Regions from separate parts of the Sus scrofa genome. Here region 2 is linked to region 1. The links are chromatin contacts, called in public Hi-C maps. All regions are on one chromosome and are shown on one strand. Each heading gives the region's core, a stretch centred on a gene start, on an enhancer-like site or on the middle of the called end of the contact. The rest is flanking DNA. Distances are from core to core; before and after follow the strand shown.

The links. Hi-C and Micro-C count contacts between places; a contact is called where the count stands out from the background.
Region 2: a contact with region 1 is called in a Hi-C map of mesenchymal stem cells, with 6 times the contacts expected there. The contact joins the enhancer-like site here to the promoter of SOX4 in region 1. A contact is called at or near these places in 3 of 47 Hi-C or Micro-C datasets (embryonic fibroblasts, fibroblasts and mesenchymal stem cells) and 1 of 2 datasets of contacts at active chromatin or transcription factors (skeletal muscle).

The regions. Positions count from the first base shown.
Region 1 is chr7:16,883,610-16,889,557 of Sscrofa11.1, reverse strand. It overlaps SOX4 (transcription factor SOX-4), which reads right to left and starts at 2,724. Exons shown (of 1, transcript XM_013977467.2): 1 at 1-2,724.
Region 2 is chr7:17,241,496-17,247,443 of Sscrofa11.1, reverse strand. All of the region lies in intron 5 of LOC100512907 (a long non-coding RNA gene), which reads right to left. Among named protein-coding and RNA genes, the nearest start is that of PRL, 220 kb to the left of the region's middle. Within about 2 kb of position 2,858, at least 22 of the 83 cell types and tissues checked have an H3K27ac peak or open chromatin away from gene starts, as enhancers often do. A contact at or near this core is called in embryonic fibroblasts, where this site is marked.

The DNA of each region.
Region 1 (5,948 bases), core at 1,475-3,974:
TTTTCAGAATTAAAGATTGCTCCACTCTGTCCTTCTCCCAGCCTAAACCCTCCTCCTTTCCTTTATATATATTTTCTCCTATATATTAGCTGCTTCAATCAAATGGAACTGAAAGACCCAGACAAAGAGAAACTAGAAGGCAGTGGTAGCTGGTTGCAGAAGAAAATGGAACCTCTGGATTTACATTAGATTTGGTGATTTATATTAGATCTGGTCGCTAGTCCTTTTTACTGGTCTTGTAACCCTGGGGATGTGACAAGTATCAGTTTTCCTCATCTGTGATGTGGGAACAGTAGGAACTACTTTATGTAGGGTGTTTGTGAAGGTTGAATGAGCTTGATGTACAGTAAGCCCTCAGTGAATGCTGTTGTCCTTCCCTGGCTAATTCACATTGTGAAGACACTCCCTTTAGTAGAAGCATGTTGTTCAAGAGACTAAAATTGAGGATGGCCACTGATGTGAAAAAATAATCACAGATCATAAACATGAACTATCCAAGGACCACATCAGCAATCCTATTGTCCTAATGATTTGAAAAGAAACTTCATGAAGAGCCTTGTGAAGAACGCAGCAAAGAAAATGTGCTTTCGTAGTCAGAATACATGCTAATTTAGCCATGAAAATTACCTTTGGTCTAAGGTATGAAAATTAAAATTCTACTAAAAATTGGTCTTCCTTAACACCTTAATAGTAAACTGTTTTTCTATCAGCCAATGCTAAGTGGTTAGGTAGGGCTAACCTAACATAATTTAAGTCAGCTTTCTATTCAGATCAAACTAGTGCGAGGCAGTAGATTTCTATTTATCTTGTCAAACTTTTAAAGTATGTAGGCTGGCGAGAGGCCCAGGTTGTCAGATGTAGAATTTTACTGGAAAGAACACCCTTTGGAGACATCTGACTGGACCTCTAAGGATTAACCACATGCAAGAATGTTTTTGTGGGTAAAAGCAAATAATTTTTGACCAGTAGTTACCCAAGTTATATGCTTTTTCTTTTAGAAGGAGAAACAAATCTTAAAAACAAACAAACAAATTAAAAACCCGCAGGCACTTCTTTTGCATATAACAAAATTGGGTGTGTTATCATGCTTTTCATTTTCTTTGGTATGCATACCACAACACACCCGTACATGTTATCAGTCTGACATAAAAATTACTCTAAGAGGTCTATTATTTATAAAATCAATATTTCCACAAGAATAAAAAAAAAGAATAAACACCATGTTTATTTGGGGACTTGTACCAACTAAGGATTTGAGGGTGTAGCTAGTTTGTGATAATTCAGTCAAGGTGAGTATCAATATAATTGATTATATTTCCCAAGCTGTTTATGTTTCTAGCAGTGAATATTATCAGGGAAAAGTGAAGTTAAAGCAGAGTAGTTTTGTTTATGTTTAAAGCACACAGATCTTTTTAAAGTGTGTACTAAAAAAAAAAAATAGCCACTGGCCTATTTATATTGTTAGCTGTATTTCCCATATTTCAACAAATCTAAGTAATGTCTTCAAGACATACTATTGTTATATGTCCTTAAGAGAGAACAACTGCCAATGACACTGATACCCCCATGGTTGTAAGACATCTGAGAAGTTAAAAATGAAAAAGTTCTTAGAATTAAAGAAATACATTGTTAGTAATTTCCATTGACTTTATAAGAGTTTTAGGGTATACATGAATGCACAGACTGCTGAAATAGGTTTGTTCTTATGTGTTAGTAGTCCTCTTAAAATGTAACAAAACATGTGACAAATGGCCTTTTACTAAAGTCATTTTTCTCACCAACTGAGTATGTGCACACTGGAATGTATTAGGCCTCTGAATAGCAAGTAATGAGAAAAGATTTCTGTGTTCTCACTACCTAACTTCACATGCTTTGTAACCAATTTTCCATTACTGACATTTTTTTTTCCCCAAATACCAGATACTTGGTGGCCCCTACTAAATCAGTACTCAGTGTTCCCTCTGCTGGCTTTGCAGTACATGAAGTAATTCTTAATGCTACTCTTTAAGCCACATTAACAGTAAACCAAGATAATTTTGCAAAAAAAAATTCCTGTTTTAGAATAATAGAGTAATTGTTTTTATTAGCAATGATGCTATACATTCCAAATTTTGAATTAATGTAAATATTTTTAATCTTGTTTCATTTATTAAACTAATAATGAAACTATTTGAGATGTAATATAATATCTGCTAGTTCTTTTATTCTGCTCCGCACACCTGTACAACATAAAATATCAATCCATAAAATGGTATGGGGTATAGATAGAAATAAGATTGTATCCCACTGCTTAATATATTCCTATAGCATAGTGAGGGGAAAAAAAATCTGAAGGGAAATTAGTTTAACAGATCTCTTGGATTTGCACTGATTTGCAAGATTTTGCCTGGCCTTGGTTATAGAAACTATGATTGTAGGCGCTGTTCTGACCTAACAAGTATTCAGTTCAAAGAAAATAAAGAGAAAAGAAATACTTGTCTTTGTTACTTTAGTAGATAGGGAAGAAGCCTGAGAAATTTGATGTCCTTGGCCTTTGCCAACTAAAAGGCCTCAGGCTTTTTGGTTCCATACTTTATGGCAAAGAACCCTCCATCCAAAGCTCCTTTTCTTCTCAATCCGGTAGGCAAACGTAATTTGCACTCCATTTTGGGGGGGCTGATGAAGTTGTACTAGAACTGGACTTTCCTTTGGGTTGGGGGGCATGTTGAAAATTAATGTATGGAAGTAATTCTTATTTGCAAAATATCAAAATAGGGTCTGGGGGTAAAATGAAGTCCATGAATGATTTTTACTATTAGAATGAACTGAAAGATAAAAACCCTGCATTTCTAATAACTTTTTACCATTTTCTACCCCTTCCTAATCAGTGACTGGCACCTGGTAGGTTTATGTATGCACTTCATACCAGCGCCAACTCATTTTTCCTTTCCTTTCAGTATCCTCATGAGAACAAGAAGAAAACGGGTGTTTCCACTGGGCCACGGAGATTTGAAGCATAAATACAAGCTTCTGTCTGCCCCATTTCGCGAGGCAGGAGCAGGGCACACCCACTGGGAGCCTGGGTTTGCTCTGCCACCAGCCGGCTCCCAATCCGGGGAGAAGCCGCCGCCAGGTGGCAGCGCTGAGCCTCCCTGCACTCGCATGGAGACGTGGGAAAACGTGGAGACTGTCAGACTTCTTTCTTCTCCCCCTTCCACCTCTCCCGAACCCTTATCATCCCACACTCTTCCAACGTGTTTAGGTAGCAGTTTAAATGATCAGAGGTTATAGAGTGTGTCGATGAATCTTGATGATTTTTTTTTAAATCATAAATCGAGTTTGGGGCAACGAACAGTTTTGGCCTCCTGTTCACTTGTCAAAGCTCCCAGACACTGGAGACGCCAAGGCTAGCTCCGGTTTGGGTCTAGTAAGTGAACCGGGCAGTTATCAATTACCGTGTCCGTATCTTGCTGAAGCTGCAAGTAGTTAGAAGTCTCTCTCCGAGAGCCGCTGCAAAGGAGGCGCGCTTTACTTAAGGACTGGCAACGGATACCCCTCCTCCTGGAAAGATGGTCTCAGCCAGACGCCTGACCGAGCGCAGCGACTCGGTGGCGCAGGCTCGGCGCTCTTCCTGCCCTGAGCTCGGAGAGGATTCGGCGGGGATTAATGGTGCTCAGCCGCGTTCCGCCGCGCCGGCTGAGACTGGCCTTGCGATTATGGTTACAGGGAGGAAATAAATTGGAATCGACTCAGGCTGTGCTTTTTGGAGGAAAGTCTTTCCTACTGTAAACATGTTTCAGGCGATCCTGTCAGCAGTACTTTAACACCCGTCTTCCGTTTAGGTTTACGACCGGGGAAGAAGCTGAACACACACACACACACACACACACACACACACGCCCCCGCGCCCTCGCCAGCTCCTAGCCCTCCTTTGAAGTTGCAACTGGCCGCCTCTAGCCGGGGGGTGGTTTCCCGGGTGCTCGGCTTCTACATTTCCCCTCTCCACAGGGCCAGCTGGGCCCCTGGCTATGGTGCCCAGTTCCGTCCCTGACCGGAACTGACAGCCACTCGGCCCCCTGGCTTCCCCCGCGCCTTCGCTTTGGACGCCTAAATGTTCCGTGCGCGCTGTGCGTCTGGAACCCACGCTCCGGCTGGCATGCGGCATTCGTACACCGGCTGGGCACTCCCTCCCCGGTTCCACTGAGCCGGCAGCTGCCCGATCAAGAGGGCAGAGCAGGGCGTGTGCGCGGCGGGCGGGGGGAGGAAAAGGCTGTATAGGACGAAGGGAGGTTGACAATTGGTTGCACCCAAACCTTCAAGCGTCCCTTCTCCAGGGATTTCGAAGAGGCCAGCCTGCCTCGGTGCCGCCTCCCGTGCTGTAAAGGCGAGGGAATCGTGGAGTCGCGGCACCCGGGTCCCAAGGCATGGGCACACCAACGCCCCTTGTGACTCGACCTCGGGTCTCATGTTTGGGAGGAGGAAGCTGGCAGGTAAATCAGTGGTAGAGTCTGCGCCCCAGGCGCAGTTACTTAGAAGCAGAGCATGTGTGTGGGGGTGCAGGGTTCCTGCTCGCTTTGTTTCCCCCCCTTCCCCCCGCCCCGCCCCTCCCCGGGTTCGCTTGTCTGCCTTTCCGCAGGCTACCGCGGCAGCCAGGCCCGCGGGCAGGCATTCGGGTGGGGCTGCATAGCCCCACCCCCACCCCATCCCGTGGGGCGCCCTGAAACCATCCCTGTGACCTCAGTAAGGGGGTGTGGATGGGAGCACATCCCGCGGGATCCCTACCCCCAACTCAACAGCCAAATAGAAGCAATTACAGTTGGGGCCCCGTGGGGAAAGCGGCTGATTTCACTTATGGAAAAACGCTTAAACAAGAGCAAACCTAAGCCAACGTTAGTAAACGACTTGACCTACAATTGGAGGCTGTGCGAGGGCGGGCTGGGGCGGGCGCGTCAGCCAGGGAGGGAAACCCGCTGGGGAGAGGGCTGAGGGAAGCGAAGCAAAACGTCAGATAAGAGAAGGAGAGGAAAGGGGAAGGGGGAGGAAGAAAGGCTCTTGATTGCAGAGAGGGGGGGTGGGAAGGCGCGGAGCCCGCACGGGCTGCCTGGCGACGCGGGTCAGAGGGGAAGAGAGGCGGGCACTCAGAGAGGAGCGGGCGCAGGACGCGCGGGCTCCGCCTGGCACCAGCTCTCCTTGCTCCCCGCCCTCCCCTTCCCGGATCCCCCAAGGCCCGACGTCACGTGCGGAGCAGACGGCGGCTCGTGGGGGTGGGAGGGGCGGGGTGGGGCGGCCACCGAAGAACGCGGTGCCCCAGACCGCGCCGGGCGCGCTGCACACCTGGCACTCGGGACTCGCCATCTGCTCCAAGCTCACTGCTTCTCTGGCCAGTGGTGTGGGCTTGGAGAAATACAAGGGTACTGCCTGGGGAGAGGATGGCCTTGAGTCAGCCGAGGCAATGAAGTCAGTCAATCAATGTTTATGGTGCTCCTACTGTGTGCGGAGCATCTCCTCCAGCTGCTGGGCTCAGGAACGGCACCACCTGTTCTATAGCGTGTGTTATACATTGTAACAGTGCAAACGATAATCTGTAAGCAAATTCGACCAAGTACCGTTGAGGCAGTTTGAGAGTTTGGAGAGGTGTCGGGTCTGGCAGTATAAGGTATGAAAGTTTTATGATTTTTCTCGGCCTTCTTAAGTATGGGTGACACAGACAGACAGACACACACACCCATGCTTCCTGCCCCACCTTCTGACAACACAGAGATCAAAATTAACTATAACAGGAGTTCCCATAGTGGCGCAGCTGAAATGAATCCGACTAGGAACCATGAGGTTGCGGTTCCATTCCTGACCTCGCTCAGTGGGTTAAGGATCTGCGGTTGCCCTGAGCTGTGGTATAGGTCATAGATGCGGTTCGGATCCTGCGTGGCTGTGGTGTAGCCCAGTAGCTATAGCTCCGATTTGACCCTTAG
Region 2 (5,948 bases), core at 1,609-4,108, 360 kb before region 1:
GCTGGAAAGATACATCTTTCTTGGGAAGCAATCTAGCAATATGTACAGTGGTCCTTTAAAAGGCACAGTAGTTCCCATAAAGGATGCTAACTTGATAAAACCATCAGGAAGATGGAAAAAACATTCATGCTCAAAGATGCTCTTTAACGCACACTGCTTACCTAACACAATAAACCACCACCAACACAATCAGCACAGCAGAAAAACCTACAGGGAGATTGTGAAATTAAGTTGAGATAGAGCCACATCAAGAATTACAACTTGACCATTAAATATCATGTTTATGTTACTGTTACAGAAAAAAGTCAGGATTCAAAATGTTCCACAAAGTTGAGCCCACTTACATAAAAATGCACATACACATAAGCACACAGAAATACTGAAAGGCAATAAATCCAAATTCTTTCTATGTTATACAACTATCAAGTGTTTTTATTTTCATTTGGAGGCGTTTCCTCTATTTTCCAAGTTTTCTACAATGAGTGTGAATTACAAAATAATTCAAAAGTATATTTAGGTATTGAAAAACCGAATAAACATTTTATGCACAAACGACACTTGGAGAGAGCTGTGCATAGGAAGTGAAAAATAGTTCCCCCTCCAAGCTGCCTTAATCCCCAGCTGTGAGGACATTTCCCTTCTAAACCTGAGACTATGCACGACCCTAAAGATGATGCATAGGATTGTCCCCCTCACATGTCATTATCTACGAGAAGGGAATTTTAGAAGTCCTTTCCACATTGTTTTTTCCGGAGAAGGCAGAAGAATAAATGTTTCCTTTACTCTGGATCTTGATGTCCCTAGAAAGCCTAAATTCCAGGGAATACCTTAACTCGTCTCTTTCCTCCCTTCTTACTCTCCTCCCACCAACACCCCCTTCACCACCAGCACCATCTCTCTCTCTTTAGTACACGGCTGCCTCTTCAATGCTGCCCTCAGATCAAGATGGTAACATGGTCTTGGATTTCTTCTGTACTTTATGGAAGAGTGGTACCCTCCATTCACGAAGGAACTCAAACATTTTAAAAGTGCAACCCAATTTCAAGTGCACGTTTAGGGTAGTTACAAACACAGGCAAACAACTGCATGTGTGGTATCACAGAGAAGAGAAAGCCCACTATATCCGAAGTCAACATGATGCTCCTTTAAAATGACATGCGATGAACTGCTTTCTCAGAGCAAACACTCAGTCCATGCCAGGGCTGGGGCAGGAAGCAGAAGCCAGCAACAGCCCACCACTGGAGAGGGGGAAACGGTGGTGATAACTCTAAATGTGAAAGAGAGAGGCTTGACATTTTTCAATGACCAAACCAGGCAATTAAAACATTAAATGTGAAATCTGAGGCACTGGAAATTTCCTAATATGGTAAAAGGGCTGAGTTTCCCAAATGGTGTTTTCTCATCTTTCAGCATATCAAAGAGCATGCCAAAACCCCAAAGAAACATTTCCATTTTGAAAACAAAAATAAACCACACACATCCACATTCTATTAATAGTGTTGTGTTGCCTTAACGACCTTGCATCCTTAGGGGGAGAGAAAAAGTCACCGTTTATGCAAATTTTAACATAAGTGAAAACTTCCATACAAAAGCAACTGGACCAGTGGGGGTGAGTTAGGAGGGACTGGGGTAAAAGCAATCAAATCCCTTCCATGTTTTCCTTACTGGAGACCAAATGTTATATTCCTCGTGGTCAGACTTCAAGACTTTGTAAACACATTCTACATCTTTAGCAGCATTTCTTAAGAGTGTAAGCAAGGAAAGCTGGCATTAAGACACACAGGTTCAAGCCCACTCCACCATGTTGGAGATCCAAGACAGAGGGACCCAGCTTAGAACTGAAAACCCAAGCAGACTGTCCAGAAGTCAAAGACCTGTCAAAGTTCTCAAAATCCAGACTATCAATTCCTGCTCCTGCCACCAGGAAGAGGAAAAACGCTCTCCGGTGGCATCTTATGTGTAGAGACAGAAAAATGCCCCTGAATGTGGTTCTTTGCTTCCTCAACTCAAATACCAAGAGCTGCTGCCTTAGGTGCTCAGCCGAGTCCATCACTCGGGGTGAGAGCCATGCAAAGTACAGGACATAGAAGCTGCCCACAAGACGCCTCCATTTCTGAGGGAAGAAAAGAACACAAAACAGCGAGAGGGAACAACAAAGGATCGCTTATTCTATCCTGAAAGTGTGACCACGCAAGTAAAATGTCAGTTCAACCCCAAGTCTTTGGGAGAAAGGAGTCCTTATCGCCTGCCTGCATGGACCAGCTTAAACCTCTGTTTAAGAGAAAAGGGGTAGGATGTCTCCACCAGGGAGAATAGGAAAACCAGAGCCAGACCCACAAGCCCACCCCGATGAGGTGAGGTGAGGAGGAACGAAGAGCATGGACTCGGAACACCAACTCCGATGAAACTGGGAAGAAACGAAAGCAAAGATCACCTCTCTTACACCAGCAGATCCGAGTTCAAAGCCTAACCCGCTAAGTCTGTGCACTGGGCATGCTCATTGTTGACCTGCTTTTCTATTCCCCTGCACAAGCATTTATCCCATACTGTCTGGCAGAAGCTCTTCCTTACAGTTCTATAAGCATTTATCACAACAACACAATTGAGTGGGGTCCTGTTATTATCCCCCCCCCCTTACAAACAGGGAAACCAAGGGAGCAGGTAGTCGGATACTTTGAAGGTGACAAAGTTCTAACTCAAACCTGGGGGATATGGCTTCCAGCATCTGAGCTCCAAAGTGCTTTGCTGCCTCATCTACGAAATGCTTTCTTTTCCAGGCCATGGTGTTGATGCAGTGACATGTGGTAACAGCACCCAGCACAGTGCCTGACATTTAGCAGAGGCTGAGTCATCTCCCTCCTCCCACTGCTCCCTGACTCCCTCTCACCACTCTGTGGAAGGCTGGAGGCAAGATTCTGCACACAGATAAAGGCAGCTGTGCCAACGTCAGTGTGCAAAGGCCCAGGGGCTCCGGGGCAAGCCAGCAAACCACCCTCTGTCTTTATGCCCTGAGGCCTGGAACAAGAGCTCTAACTCCAGCAGAGATGCCCAGCATTTCCAGACAGGAGCTGCCTCTACTTATTACAAACTGCATTCAAGGCATGGGCTTTGGAGACAAGCCTGGGGGAAACTGAAAGACTTCTGATTTCTATACTAGGAGCTGAATATGTAGATGTCAACACCAACACCACACCACACACACACACACACACACAAAAACACCTAACACTTACACCATACCCACCACTGAGGGAAAATGACCTACTTTCCAGAACTTTCCATTGCCTAGAAACTCCCAGTGTCTGCATCAAACTGCAGCTCTCTTTAAGGCAGTCCAGACAGTGATGGTGAGCTAAAGGACAGAGTCCTGAGTCCCTTTTGAAAATTATTAAGAACAAATTAGGCCCAGGGGCCCTGGGGAGCCTGTGTCATAAAACATGAGAAAATTGTGTCTTCCAGTCCTCTGGCAGTATTTTCATGAACTAGTGACAACTGAATAGAAGATAGAGATTATTTTTGTATCTTGACCTTAGTCTAAAATGCTATTGAGAAAGCTGCACCTTACCAGTTAAGGGACTTACCTAGCTGTGAAATAGTGACCCACGCAGTATAGGAAGTTTAATACATTCAAAAAGTTCCAAGTGCACAACCAGTACAATTTACTAAAGTAAGAGGCGACCAGGCGGGGATGCTGCCTACACACTTGCTCACTTTTTCGTCCATTAACAAAAAGTTCTATTTTATGCCAAGGCAACATAAGAATATTATTTTATTGCACCAAGAATGCCACCACCATGAAGCATGAGAGCTGTTGTTCTGACCCTAAAAAGGAGCTAACGTGGTTTAAAAGTAATTAAGAAGGAAAGCTGACTCTCTGTGTTTTGCACCTCGGTCAGCGTGGCTACTGGGTTCCCTGCAGCCTGCCAAAGTCGGCAAAATGACAGTGCTTGTAACCACCCGATTTCTAAAACTGTAAGCTTCTATTGTGAAGAAGCTTGATTTTCTGCTTTAGAAATCCATCACCTGCCGGTCGGTCCTCGTGGCATATTGCTAAGAGACACCACAAAGGGCCCAGGTGCACACATGGGGAATCAAGTTCTTCTCTCCTTTTAATTACAGGTCGGCAACCGTCAGGGGGATGGTGGAGAAACTGCCTCCCTAAAACGTTCATTAGAGATGGCAATTTGCTAGCGGGGAAACAAAAACGGCCTCCTTCAACTCACTCATCTGCAGAAGCCCCCCCCCCCCAACCCCAAGGTGAATTATGCCTCTGTAATCACACGCTGGCCACACTGAGGCTCTGGGCTCAGCCCAGAACGCTTCCAGAGGGGAGGCAGGGACAGAAAAGCAGAGGTCACAAGGAAAGAGCAAGCCCTGAAGAAAGCGTTCAGACGTCCCGAACCTGTGCGAACAGTTCCTTCTACTTCCTGTTTAAGCTGTTACCCACCCCGCAGGAGGGACAGTTGTTATCTTAGTAATTTCAAAAGCTATTAAGTGAGGATGAAGGAGGGAGCTAAGGAAGTGAGGTGGGAGGGAAGGAGTTTCTCTGTTTGTGTGCATGTGTGCGTGTGTGCGTGCGTGCGTGTGTGTGTGTGTGTGTGTGTTGTGAGTCAGCAAAAGCCGGAAGCCTGACAAAAGACTTCAAACAACAAGCTGGAAAGGAGGACAATAGCTTCCACCCCCAGACAGTGAGAAATTGCATTATCCTAAGGGATCGCGGCCACCCGTGCTCAGTGCAGATAAGTGAGGAGCTCTCTGTTCTGGCCAATAGGAGCCAGGCAGCCGCAGCTGCTCGCGGAAGCCCTGGGTGGCCTCCGTCCCAGCCGCTCCAAATGGTTTCAAGGCAAAAGCACTGCAGCTGGGTGGTGCTCAGAAGCTCAGGGGGTGGGAGGGGAGGCTGACAAAGTGGAGGCTGGCAAGTTGCACCCCCCACCCCCCCACACGCCAGGTGCTCTAAATCCCCTCTCCCGCTTAGGGAAACCACACACAGGTCTCCAGGCTGACTCCTCAGGCAGCTGTGTCAGAGCCTGCCTCCCCATCATTCCACAGCACACAGTGAAACGGTGCCTCAGAGACGGCGGACCCTATGGGGAAACTTCCCCGCCACACAGTTCTTCGTGCTCCAGGAGCAAGAGGATAATTAATGCCACTTGGCCAAAGAGAGGGGCATTCCAAATGCAGTCATCAAGGAGACTGAAGCCTCGCCACACAACCTACACTGCAGACACAAAGCCCTGGAGACAAAAAAAAGACTTGGGCAAATCCGATCAGGAACTTCCATCTGCAGTAAAAAGGTGAAATTCAAAAGGGTATATTCACTATCCTGAGTGGAAAAAAAAAAAATCTTCATATTTGAGGAAAAGTGTATGAAAGTTACATCAGGGGCTAGCTCACTTCTGGAAATACTATTATTTACGGGGGAAGAATTAACTAAATAAAAAAGCATGCATTGAATATATTAATGAGTACTTGCCATCCAGTTTTACAGTATTACTTGTCACGGGTTATATTTTTAAATGTTTTCATGTCCGTGGCTCATATCTATGCAGTATGTCCACCTGACAAGTTTGTTAAAAGCACAAGAGAAGCTGATGATGCTGAAACCCCATATTTACATGCAGTTCCCAGACCAGATAACCACTGGCAGGCCCTAACTTTGTATACGAATTCTTTTGAAAGAAATATATACATATGTAATTTTTAAATCAAACACACACACACAGGTGTGTGCAAACGTTAACAAAAATGAGAGAAGCGGTAAAGACAGAAAAGTATTAAAGTTCGAGCCCTGACTGCCTCACAAGTGCTGTTAAGAATATTCTGTGCAAAGTCAAAATGGGTAGGAGTGTTAAAAATTAAAATCAAGTCATCTGGCATCTCAATCACTGAAACGGAGGTTGAAAGACGCAGGAGACATTTTCCCCTCAGCCCTTGATTTGCTATGGGGC